Linked DNA regions of Mus musculus: region 1 is linked to region 2. The links are chromatin contacts, called in public Micro-C maps. All regions are on one chromosome and are shown on one strand. The core of a region is the stretch at or near the end of the contact, and the rest is flanking DNA. Distances in the headings are between cores, read along the strand shown. Region 1 overlaps Jmjd1c (jumonji domain containing 1C). Region 2 overlaps Reep3 (receptor accessory protein 3).

What was found. A called contact is a pair of places that touch in the nucleus more often than the background predicts.
Region 1: a Micro-C map of trophoblast stem cells shows a contact between it and region 2, with 2.3 times the contacts expected there. The contact joins two enhancer-like sites. A contact is called at or near these places in 3 of 39 promoter capture datasets (hippocampal neurons and liver), 13 of 484 Hi-C or Micro-C datasets (the N1E-115 cell line, adipose-derived mesenchymal stem cells, cortical glia and 8 more), 11 of 115 datasets of contacts at active chromatin or transcription factors (the 230-238 cell line, astrocytes, embryonic stem cells and 6 more) and 3 of 9 other capture datasets (adipose tissue, liver and pancreatic islet).

What each region holds. Positions count from the first base shown.
Region 1 is chr10:67,222,886-67,225,743 of GRCm38.p6, reverse strand. Jmjd1c (jumonji domain containing 1C) reads right to left here. Exons shown (of 26, transcript NM_207221.3): 9 at 1,563-1,735; 10 at 1-1,007. Among named protein-coding and RNA genes, the nearest start is that of Nrbf2, 61 kb to the left of the region's middle. Within about 2 kb of position 1,608, at least 33 of the 459 cell types and tissues checked have an H3K27ac peak or open chromatin away from gene starts, as enhancers often do. A contact at or near this core is called in adipose-derived mesenchymal stem cells and trophoblast stem cells, where this site is marked.
Region 2 is chr10:67,015,606-67,018,535 of GRCm38.p6, reverse strand. All of the region lies in intron 6 of Reep3 (receptor accessory protein 3), which reads left to right. The region is part of intron 1 of Gm31763 (predicted gene, 31763); the gene reads right to left. Among named protein-coding and RNA genes, the nearest start is that of Gm31763, 12 kb to the right of the region's middle. Within about 2 kb of position 1,450, at least 46 of the 459 cell types and tissues checked have an H3K27ac peak or open chromatin away from gene starts, as enhancers often do. A contact at or near this core is called in adipose-derived mesenchymal stem cells and trophoblast stem cells, where this site is marked.

The sequences.
Region 1 (2,858 bases), core at 359-2,858, 210 kb before region 2:
CCTGGGACTTTCCACTACTCTTTTCCACGGGCCACTCAGCTTTCTCTCTGTTGAGGTTGTTATTAGATCTCCACATTTCCGTTAGACTCTGATCAGAAGAATTCTTAAAATTTGACTGAGAGTCTTTTGGCTCAGGAATTAGAGTTGGAGGCTTCTGAGATTCTTGAACTTTGCCACCAGCATTTACTGGCATCACCGGTGTCAGTGTTGGAGGGGAAAGGCTACTGTAGCTGCTTTCCTTTCTTTCCAAACTGTGGTGGATTGGTGGATGGAATACTGGTGCCCTGTGCAGAGCAGGCATGCTGCGGAGTGCATTAGTAGAAGAAACAGTCAGATGGGTAGGGCTCCGACAATCACTTCTGAACGTTGTTACTGAGTGAGATGCACTCTGATGGGGAAGATGGTCTGGTATCTTGCCCACTAAACTTTCACTTTCTGGTTGGTGTTTAATCAAAGGTGGAGGCTTCGAAAGAGATGATATAAAAGAATGAGTTTGAGGATTGGCTGTTGCAGAAAGGTTATTATTTTGTTTCTCAGTGTAAATGTTGGAAACTTCTTTGGATGGGTAGGATCTTGGTGGCTCATTGACCACACTATTAGATAAAGTAGTGAAGTAGTTACTCTGGGGCAAACTCTGAGGCACTGAGTGCTTCATCTTATAAATCTCTGACACGGAGCGGTCTACGTCTTTATCTTGTTTGATAGCATGGCTTTTAGGACTAGAAGATGATGGTACTACTCTGGAGTAATTCTCTCTTTCAACCTCATGACCCTTGATTTTGGTTGTAAATGGAGCCACATCAATACTCTCCTGAAGAATCCGACGATGTTCCTCCTTGTATTTGTTCAGTCTCTCTCCAGTCTCCTGGGGTGGCCTTGGACCCACAAAATGCCTATGCAAGTGACAATCTTTTCCTGCCTGTGACCTATTAAGATCCAGGTCACCTTTTACTGATGTGGATGCATTAGACCGTAATGGTTCCATAAAAGCTTTCCTCTCCAATTCTCTACAAAGAAAATACACAAAGATTCCTGTAATCACTTTTCCATACAAAATGATTTTTATGAAATGTTATTCTGTTATGAAAGCAAACAGTTTTGATAGTATTTAAAATTGGAAGATATACCAGTGTGAAAAGAACATATCCACATGTAGTGACTTATACCTATTATTGCCATTACTTGGAAGGCTGAGGCAGGAGGATTGCAATGAGTTCAATAGCAGACTGACTCAACAAGGCAAAACACAAGGAAAAGAAAAGAATCTTCAGTCTGGATTTGACACCAATTTTAAATAAACTATTTAAAAAGTGGATTGAGAAAATCATGAGCCGGGCGTGGTGGCGCATGCCTTTAATCCCAGCACTTAGGAGGCAGAGGCAGGCGGATTTCTGAGTTTGAGGCCAGCCTGATCTACAGAGTGAGTTCCAGGACAGCCAGGGCTACACAGAGAAACCCTGTCTCGAAAAACCAAAAAAAAAAAAAAAAAAAACCAAAAAAAAAAAAAAAAAAACCACGAAAGCCAAAGGCATGTGTTAAGTGTTAAACACTGGTAAGCTTACTCTTTGTGGTGATCTGCTAATGTCTTTGTCAGTGGGGGACTGGAATGCACTGTAATCTTGTGAGGTCGATGAGGCTCTGCACTGGAAGGTCTGACAGGAATGTGACTAAGTAATCCAATACCATCCGCTGAGGTCACAGGAGTGGGTTGATGTAGCCAAGGACTGGGAGAATTCTATTAGAAACAAAACCAAAAAAACCTACATTTTAGTTACCAACACAACAGAAAAACACAAACCTAAATTGTTGAGCTGGGTAGACTGTCATGTACTTAATCCTAGCACTCAAGTTTCATAGCAAGACTTCTGACCATAGTATATTTATAAAACCTGGTATTTTTAAATGAATCTGGTGAGAAATATTCAACTTTTAACCAACATTAATCATACAGTCTTTTTACATTCAACTTAAAACAAATCAACATAAAATAGTAACTTCTAAAAATATTTCTTCACTAAAAGCAGATATGAAGTGTATAAACAATGCCCACGGACCTAATTTTATGATTCCCTATGATCCTAAAACCAGAATTAGTGCTTACAACAAAACCAGAATGTTAGACCTAACATGTTATTCCACTAGAAGCAAAAATTATAATCAAGTTTGTCTGTCAATTTTTCCCATAGGGTAATTAACTTTGTAATGTAAGAGTATATGCACAACTCCCAGATCACTTCATTTAAGGCCTAAATGTGTTCGACTGTCTCTGTAAGCCAGGCCCCGTTAGGCCACTAGAGAGGGAGGCGTGGAAGCATTGACAAAGTTATGTTTTCCATAAGAGTGTGCTGTGTCTGGTAAGCTAGTACTTATATGGTGACAGTGGCATACATGTTAAAGCCCGTACCTCTAATTACATGTTTAAAAACTGTTTTCTATACTGTGACCCAATATAACTCAAGAGTGTACTTTGTAAATCTGTCATTAGGATGAGTCACACAGGAGGAAAATTCAAACCACCTTTAGTTTGACTAAAAGGAATAAACCTTTTAACTCATGTCATCAATGAAGAGTAGTTAGCACGCACCACAGAGATAGCTTAATGTAAGTTACAGTTCTAAACCTCACCAGGGAATAGTGCACAATGATGTACAAGAGAACATTAAATATAAAATGACATAGACAGAAGGCCATAGTTACATAAGATTCAATGACAATGATGAAACATTTTTTTTTCCTTATGAAGTAGCATTTAAAATCATTTCCTCATCTAGTGGCTTCTGCTTATATTATCTGATCACCCTGATTACAAACATGAAGTTACGGGATCTTTTTGCTTAAAATGTTACTTTAGTTTACAC
Region 2 (2,930 bases), core at 201-2,700:
TGCTATTCAATCGGAAATAACACAATACTCTTATTTTGAAAAACTAAATAAGGGGGGAGGGTATGGGGGACTTTTGGGATAGCATTTGAAATGTAAAATAAGAAAATACCTAATTTAAAAAAAAATAATACAATGGGAAACTAGAAATGGCAACCTCTAAATTTTTTTCTGATAGTTTTTCTCATTATACAAGAATAATTTTTAAATAAATACTTGGCAGTTAAAAAAAAAAGAAAAATTTAAACTACATAAAAGCCTGCTTTCTGTGACATAGAGTTGTCTGGGGACTGTCAACAAGGAGCAGAGGACCTTGGCACCAAGCATGAAGTCTTAGTTACGTGGTAGAAAGGAAGAACTACCTCTTGCAGTGTGCCTTGAAGATCACATGTAGCCCGACATGACCATGCATGCATACCCTTAGAGAAATGTAACTTTTTTTAAACGTGGGGACAGATAGAACTGGAAGGATGAGTTCATGGTTAAGAGCAAATACTGCTCTCCCCGAGGGCTCCAGTTTCTTTCCCAACACACAGGTTGCTCAACTCATAGCCTTCTATAACTCCTACTCCCTCCTCTGGCTTCTGTGGGCACCTGCACTTACATGCAGATGCCCACACAGACACAGACACACACACACACACACACACACACACAAAGTAAATTTAAATTAATCTTTAAAAGCCTGGTAGTAGTGGACAACTCACACCTTTAGTCACGTCACAGTGCTTGGGAGGCAGGGGCAGGCAGATGTCTACAGAGTGAGTTCCAGGACAGCCAGGGCTACCCAGAGAAACCCTGTCTTGAAAAACCAATAAATGAATAAAGTAGTAATAATAGTAATCTTTTTAAAATAAAATAAACCCATTCACATACATGCTGACACTTCTCATAGAGAATATGGCTTCATCTAACCATCTCCCTGGCGTCCCTGAACTTCCTCCCATCTGCCTCTGCTGCCTTCCACATTCAGGCTTGCTTCTCCGTAGGATGCACTGTCTCTAACTGCTGGAGGAAAACAAGGGATTCCAGCCAAAATAATGCCTGGTCCTGCTTCCAAATCCTTCCTGACTTCTAGCCTAGATGCTTGGCAGGTCTAAAATTGTACTTGCCTGATATACAATTAAAGTCATTTATGTTATTATGAGAGTAAAAAGCATATTAGCAACTGTTCATGGTTTGTATTGTAAGTCTCAGATTATTTGTGTCCCAGGAGAGCTGACTAGTGACATTTACCCCACGTCATTTTCTTGACAGAAAAAAAATCCATCTCTGCTTCCTCCTGGACCCTTATCTTCTGTTCCTTATCTTTATTAGAAAGGGATTTAACCACCCCCACCCCCTTTCCAGGCCTTGTAGCTGCACTGGTCTCCATGGCCTCAGACTGGCCCCTGTCTGGCTTCCCCCTCCCCCCTCAGCCTCTGGTTTTGGTTTCAGCATTAATTGTCCCACAGGGCTTGTTAGAGATGCACATCTAGGCCCCACCCCAGGGCCAGTGAATCACAAGCTTCAGGGTGGAGCCCAGCAAGGGTGAGGGTACTGACTAGTTATCCATCCCGACAGGACTAGCTGGTGTCTGAGGCTCTCACCTTCAGCCGTGGGGTCCTCTTGCTCCTGACTCCCAGCCTGGAGTACATCTAGACCTCTTACAGTAGCCAGCCCTCCTGGATGTTTGCATAGCGGTCAGACATAAGTAATTAAGGGTCCACATAACAGCCCGTCAGCTGGCCCTGTGGTCCCTGGCTGACCTTGGTGCTGGGTGTCTCCTCTAAGATCTGTCTTATGGCTTGTGGTTTCTTCCAGCTGAAACCTCCCAGGCCTCATCAGCACTGTAAGTGCCCCAGTGAACTCACTTTCCCAACTCTAAAGTCTTTGGGTCTTTCTCAGGTTCCCCTGTCATTCCAAGTTGACCAACAATGGGATGAGTGGGGGAGGATATTTGGTCTTAATTAAAGTCAAAGGCACAAATGGCAGCCTAAAACACACTTTGGGGGTTGCTAACAACTCTAATAGCTAATCTAATCCTCTTCTCTGGTGTGTGTGTGTTTGTGTGTGTTTTCTTGTTATTGTTTTCAATTTTTAGCAAGTTGTGGGTATTAGCCACGTTGGGAATTTTTAGGAGATTCAATGTTATTGTTGTTTGGTTTAGTTTTTGATGTATGTGTGTGTGTCTGTGTGTGTTCTCTGTGTGTGTCTGTGTGTTGTTTGGCTTTGTTCTTGATTGTTGTTTCCGTTTAGCATATTGTTTTGTTTTTGTTTTTCCAAGACAAGGCTTTACTGTATAGTCCTGACTGTCCTGGAACTCACTATGTAGACTAGGCTAGCCTCGAACTCAGAGATCCCCTGCCTCTACCTCCCCAAGCTGGGACCAGAATGTGTGTACCACCATCACACGTGGCTTGGTTTGGCTTTTTTTTTTTTTTTTTTTTTTTTTTTTAAGATTTATTTATTTATTATATGTAAGTACACTGTAGCTGTCTTCAGACACACCAGAAGAGGGAGTCAGATCTCATTAGGGATGGTTGTGAGCCACCATGTGGTTGCTGGGACTTGAACTCAGGACCTTCGGAAGAGCAGTTGGGTGCTCTTACCTGCTGAGCCATCTCACCAGCCCCCGGTTTGGCTTTTTAAATCTTATATATTATTATTTTATGTGTTTGTACACTTAGGGATCAAAGAACAACTTTGGAGTCATCCTCTCCTTCTACCTTTTCCCGTGCCATCTCAAACTCAGGTCGAGTCACCTTGGCAGGCCTGGTTTTGTTGTTTTGACACAGAGTTTGACCTTGTAGCTCAGGCTAGCCTTAAACACACATCAGTCATTCCCTGCTTCCTGAGTCCTTGATGCCACGGGTGTGCATCACACCAGACTATGGGCTGTGTGTTCCTCTAAGGCTTTCTACTGTTTTCCTTTGAGGCAGTGTCTCTCCCTC